Linked DNA regions of Sus scrofa: region 1 is linked to region 2. A link is a contact called in public targeted proximity ligation data. All regions are on one chromosome and are shown on one strand. The core of a region is the stretch at or near the end of the contact, and the rest is flanking DNA. Distances in the headings are between cores, read along the strand shown. Region 1 has its middle 70 kb from the start of CPQ. Region 2 overlaps CPQ (carboxypeptidase Q).

Region 1 (3,400 bases), core at 815-3,314, 230 kb before region 2:
CCAGAGCTCTTAGAGAAGAGGTGACAGGGTAAGGTGTCTAAGAAGGCAGAGGAAATCCTCCACCCCACCTGGAAGGCTCAGAAGAGGATTTTCATGGTTCCTGTGGCTCCTCAGAAGAAGCACAGAATGCAGAATGGGAGGCATGAGTTTGGGGACAATCAAGTGACATGTCCTTAAGGATGGGCCAGGTGGTTGGGGCATGGATGCTGGCAGAGACAACCTGGAAACACAGCTGTCCCGCTCTCTGAGAGCATCCCCAGTCATGGATAGAGATGAGGAGAAGCAAGGCGTCTCTCCAAGTAGACCACATGCGCCTCCTGGGCAGAAACTGCCAAATGAGTGAAGACTACCAGCAGCAGAGAGAACTGGATCCCGCAGAGTGGACAGTGAGCCAGACTCACATAGCATAGCTGCCTGCCCCTCACAGGCAGCCGGCCTGAGAAGTCAAGCCCTGCCAACTCACAGATTCCCCACTTCCCCCTCCAAACACTGGCCACTGAAGCCTGGAGTGGGAAGTGGGGGGAGGTCCCCGGGACGCCGAGCACCTCTCTACCTGTAGGGTGGGGAGGGGAGGAAAGGAGACCAGGGTCCCTCCCTCTCTAAGCCCCGACCTGAGGTGGGGCTGGCCCTGGGGAAATGGAAGGAGAGCTCTAAACTGCATGAGAAACAGGACTCTAAAAAATAAATAGGTTTTGAGTCTTAAAAACTGGAATGATATTCTTTCAATAACTGAAAGTGATCAGGAAGTTGTAGAATCTGCCCAGATGTTATTAAGGGGCTGAAAGATATGATGCCTTGTAGCCCAAGAGGCAGGAGGGATGAGAGAAAATAAAACCATTTCAAGTGTGTGTTCCCTAGAGTGCAGACCATGGCAATTGCCTGGTTATGTGCAATGCAGTAGGAAGGCTATGGATATTAAAGTCAGGCTGACTTGGGTTTTGGGTCCTTGCTCAGCCACATTCTTTGCACATGATTTTTGGCAAATTACTTTTTGCACAGTTTCCTTAACTGTGAAATGGGGATAGTTTGTAACAACAGCCTTTCCGAGATTTGGGGCAAGATTAAGTGCAATCCGTTCTGGGACGTGTCTAATGTGATGGCTGCAGCATAGCTCCTTGAAAGGGAGAATGAACGATTACTATAACGCTAGACAGATGTGGTAAGTCAAGGACTAATGGCCAGAGTAGCTGTCGGATGTCATTTGCAGTAGTTGGACGTATCGAATTTGCTAAGTATTTGATGTTTTCTGAATCCCAAGCTCTCCTTTTCAGTGAAGGCAGTAGATTTTCAAAGCATTCTTCTGCTCAATTTGGAAGTTTAGATGTGTCTAACTGGAATCTAATATGATGAAGACCGTGAAAAAGGGCCTCTTGTCTTGATCAGAAAGATGAGGACGCTCCAAAGAGGAGATCTGAGGCAGGGTTTCTGCCAGCCTCTGAATGCGCCACACACGCTTCACTGGGAAGACCTCTGAATGACATACTCTTGGCCTTGGGAGTGCATCCTTGGCAACCTTGGCAGGAAGGGGTTTTCATGTTGCCAGCTCGGGGCTGGCTTGAGTGTCTCTCTCCCGACCCTTCCTTGTCCCCCACCCAAGGAACTTTTGTTTGTGTGATGGCCATTGTATCTCTTCCCTCCTACTTTTGTTGGCCCTGGCCCAGCCTTCCTTGCCACATCCTCCAAGCTCAGACATGCATGTGGGAGCTTTGCTTGGAGAAGGCCTCCGCCTTGACGTTATCATTCTCATGGGGTTCCTCATCTCTCTTTACTTTGGAACCTTGCTTCCCTGGTGACCCACTGAAAACCGAAGTAATGCTGGCAAGAAGGTGATGCTCTACTTCCTTGCTGGCATGAGAAGGGGCAGTTGCAGAGCCGCGGAGTTAACAAGAAGGCTCCTTCTGCCTGTGGATGGTCGGTTTGTCCTTGGCAGCCAGTGTTGGGTATACGGTAGAGAAGGGTGCTCCTTCCAGAAGCTGTCCAGTCTGTGCTTGAAGGAAGTGCTGTCTTCATTCTGGAATGAGAGCTACTTGCCTGTAGAATAAACTTGGCCTCTGGTCAGCAGACTTATTGTGGGCGGAGGAGCTTTCAACACGCTGTGTGGGCCTCCAGGGGGGTGTGTGGCACAGGCGGGAAGGAAGTGATGAGGAAGAAGAAAAAGGATGGGGAGGGAAGGGGAGAAGAGGGAGGGAGGTGGCTGAGAGCTGCAGCTACTGAGGACCCATCACACATTTTTACTGAAAGAGTGATGATGTCCCAGTACTTTGTGTTTATGAATTTATTTTGATAGCTAACACTTTAAATACTGCTTCCTGTGTGTCAGGCATTGCACCAAACGCTTTATTTGTGTTAACTCTTCATCTTCACTCCACACCTAGAGGTAGGTAGTATAATTATCATCATTTCAGAGAAGGGGAAACAGATATGGAGCCATGAAGTAATTTTTTTTTTTTTAAGATCACACAGCTAGTAAGTGGTACAGCCAGGAATTATATCTTCATTTTCTTTTTCTTCTTTTTCTTTTCGCCACAGCTGTGGCAATGCTGGATCCTTTACCCACTGTGCTGGCTGAGATCAAACCCGTGGCTCCCCAGGGACCCAAGCTGATGTAGTTGGATTCTTAACCCACTGCACCACAGCAGGACCTACTTCTTTTTCTTTTACTCGTCTTTTTTCTTTTCCTTCCTTTTCTTTTCTTCTCTCTCCCTTTCCTTTCTTCTCTTTTTCCTTCCCCTCCTTTCCCTTTCCTTCTCTCTTCACTCATACTGTAAACAAGTGTCTTTTTTTTTGTGGTGATCTATTTGTGCCACATTTTTCACATCTTGGTGCTTTTTGGGGGGTGATGACACTGTTTAAAACGGTCCTCAGGTGCAGTGCTGAAGTGCTGCCCAGTGTTGCTAAGCACAGGAAGGCCCTGATGTACCTTATTGGAAAGTAGCATGTGTTAGATAAGCTCTGTTCAGGCCTTTGAGTTATAATGCTGTTGTCAGTAAGTTCAATGTTAAGGAATCAATAGATGTTAAATACGGTGTCTTTAAAAGGAACACATATAAAATAAGGTTATGTATTGATAAGTAGACAAAAATGTTGTAACCAGAGGTTCACAGGAATCTAGCCTTGTATTTCCTTAGGAGCCATGGTTCAGTATTCTATAGTTTAGTGTTTATGGGGACTTTATAGAATAAAGCAACTGCTGTGAATAATGAGTCCTGATTATATATCTTTTTCTGGCAAAGATGATATAAATATCTCCTTGCCATCTAAGTTTGGCTAGATGTACAGCCATCTCTCTGAGAAGTGTGGTCAATTTGCTGAACACTGCCACTGTACAGGTTTTGTTTTCTCAGTTCTTAAGATCTCATACACAGCATCGTACATGGCGCCTGGGCAAGTGGTTGGTGCT
Region 2 (3,207 bases), core at 68-2,567:
GTTAATGTTGTGAGGCCATCGGTGTAAATAAATGTGTTATTTGGTAATGGACCTGTTTTCTTAACAATTATAATATATTGTTCTCTCCAAATGCTATCATTTAACTCTGGCATTCTGCTAATTAGTCAGCAGATCAGCCTTCAGTGTGGTTTCAGTATCTCATCCTCTCATCACATTTTTCTATTAAAACATATGGAGTTGGTGTCATGGGCTAAATTCTGCCCCTCCCCGCCACCCGACGCCATTGAGGTCCTTACACCCCAGTACCTCACAAGGTGACTGTATTTGGAAACAGGGCCTTTAAAGGGGTGATTAAGTTCAAATGAGGCCTGATTTTGACCCCCAATCTAATTGATGTCTTATAATAAGAAGAGTTTGGGGCACACGGAGAGACACCAGGGGTGCCTGCTCACATAGGGACAGTCGTGTGAAGAGACAGAGAAGGAGGCCATCCGCAAGCCAAGGAAATTGGCCTCAGGAGGAACCAGACCTGCTGGCACCTTGACCTTAACCTCACAGCCTGTGAGAAAATAAATTTCTGTTGGTGAAGCCAGCTACTCGGTGGTATTGTGCGACGGTGGCCTCATCAGACTAACACTCTTGGCACTGAGGAGCAAAATTCACTTGGGACTTTCTGATTTTATGTTATTCCTTGTAGTTTATAAAGCACTTACCACACACCTCATTTGAACCTCACCCAGTCCTATAAAATAAGTGTTATTATTTACTCCATTTCTCAGAAGAAGCATTTGGGGTCAGAGAGTCCATACAAACACAGAGCTGCTCAGAGGGCGGGCGGAATTTGAAGCCAGGCTACTTGATTTCAGTCTCCTCTTTTCTCTCCCCGTTACCATGAGTGTAGCGTGTGCACCTGCCTCTTCTTTTGTAGTTTAGGCACCAGATTTGGTAGAAGAGAGTTTTGATACGTTACCACTGGCAGGTTACCATGGGTGACTGCGGATTTCTGCCTAACACTGGGGTGAAGCAAACAGCAAACTTTGCCAAATCCAAAGAGTGTATTTTTACTTAGGACTCAGCCTCCAGCATCTAGTGCCTTTCAGTTTGCTGTCACTGTCCCACTGAACATGAAGCACGTAATAGCGACATGTCTATTGGTGTGTTTTATTTGGAAAGCCATTCCATGTGCTTAGATCAACTTTTTACTTGTTTATTCCTTCCATAAGTTCATGTGGAGCACCTGTTAGGAGCCGTGGGTTTGGATCTCAGTTTCTAAAGTAGGCAGGGGTCAACGCGCTCGGCATGGAGGGATGTGGCTGAACAGAACACAGCTGGCTCTTGAGGCAAGAGGGTTCTCCTTTCTGTGAGCTTACATTATTGCATCATTGCTGAGCTGAAAATACACCGTCCCCCACCCGCAAGTTAAACTCTCAGCATTCTTCTTCATTCTCAGAAACAGGCCTATGGAAATTTGAAAAAGCGTGCCTCAAAATAATATAGTCAGCAATCTGATAGAACTAGTCTTATGCCATCTTAGTGTATTGTCATAGGCATTCATAATTAAAGTTGTAACAGTTTATTCCTCTATGGAAATATCTTGGGGGACAAAGTAACTAGGCAGGAAGGGGACATTCAAGTAGCAACTTTGATTTGGGATTTCTTTCCTATTATTTTTAGGCTCCAATTGAAAAGAAGTTTTTGTGTTTTATATTTTTTTCACCAAAAATTTTACTGCCAGAAATGGAAAATGCTCCTATTTCTTTCCTAAGAGTAGCAATAATTTTGGTCGTCATATTTTTAAATTAATTTTTTTTTAATTTAAGAAACCTTTGTTATTCTTGTTTGACAGCAGAGTCTGTAACTTTAATTCTCTGGCCATCTAATTAGAAAGATGTTTCCTAACTATGATCAGCATTGGAATTGGTCCAGAGCCCATATTTATAAAACAGTAACTATGACAACCCATTCTTCCTAACCAGGATCAACCCTTAATACTTTCCCAACTGTCTGTTTTACAAGATGACATAAGTAGAGGGTTTGGAGGAAAAAAAAAAAACAGCTTTGGGTGATAATCAAAATGCTTTTTGCAAACAGAGCCTTTAAATCTGTTTGTTCAGCAGCATGTGATTCGGACAGTGGGAGTTCATCAGACTGCAAGGATTAACCCTCTAATTTGTTTCTATTTTTCCTTTTGGAAGGGGATAGACCGCTGTGAATTCCATGTACTCAGCCTGAGCTGCCAAACAGGATTGGAAACTGACTAGTGGCCGAAACATGAGGCAGAGATAATCCATTATTTTCCTGTTCCTCATGACCTTATGTAATAGGGTTTTGTTTGGTTTAAAAAGAAGTAAAAATATATTACAACTTTCAAACCCATGTCCCTCCGAGCCTGAAAGGCTTCTATGTATTTCATCCTTTTCTGCTTAAATAGAATGATACTACTGATCGATAATAATTTTAACCAAATTCCTTACAGTGATCTCCAGTACAGAAAGGGCTCTTAGGTGAATACTTATCACAGATCACAATACACTTGAAAAGCCAATTTGTTTAGGTGAATGTGTCCGTGATTGGTCTTGATGAGACCACTGCACGGGGTGCAGAGGGCTCAGTGTCCAAGGCAGGGTCAGAACAGGCCTCTGATGCTCGATTGGATGATACATCCCATAAAGTTAGCTGACCTTCACAATTGCAGTAGTGGCAGGGCTCTGCAATGGAGACTGCTTCTTACCATTGACCCCTCTCCTCAGTCCATGTCCATCTGTCTCAGGGAGAATAAATTCCTTATGGGGATAGTGGAGTTCAAAGTGCTGTCTCTCCCAGCCTCTCCCAGAGCAGGCCTATCTTTCTTTGGCCAGAAGTAAGTAGAAAGTAGTAGGCTGCAGACTTTTGGACAAGATCTCCAGGTGTTATTGCCACTGGATGCATCTTAGCCCTGACTCAGCTGTGGGGACAGGACTTCTCCATCAAAATCATACCAAACAGCTTAGTGGCACAGGGCATACTCAACCAGGTTGACTTTCTTTTAGCCTTTCTTCCCTTGGATTCTATATTATCCTCACTTGATTTTTTTTGTTTATTTGTTTATAGATCATCTCTCTGGAAATCAGCATTCTAATCTGAAGGTTAAAAGTAACACATTAATATTAAACTGAAATTGTTACGATTATGATGCAACATGGAAAACACAGGATCCTGGCCCTGTGTAGTCAAGGTGCATATCAAAGGACTACCTTTAGTGAGCCC

The links.
Region 1: a contact with region 2 is called in a targeted proximity ligation map of alveolar macrophages. A contact is called at or near these places in 1 of 47 Hi-C or Micro-C datasets (fetal skeletal muscle) and 1 of 2 datasets of targeted methods (alveolar macrophages).

What each region holds. Positions count from the first base shown.
Region 1 is chr4:39,923,760-39,927,159 of Sscrofa11.1, reverse strand. No RefSeq gene overlaps it. Among named protein-coding and RNA genes, the nearest start is that of CPQ, 70 kb to the right of the region's middle.
Region 2 is chr4:39,689,476-39,692,682 of Sscrofa11.1, reverse strand. All of the region lies in intron 3 of CPQ (carboxypeptidase Q), which reads left to right. Among named protein-coding and RNA genes, the nearest start is that of CPQ, 160 kb to the left of the region's middle.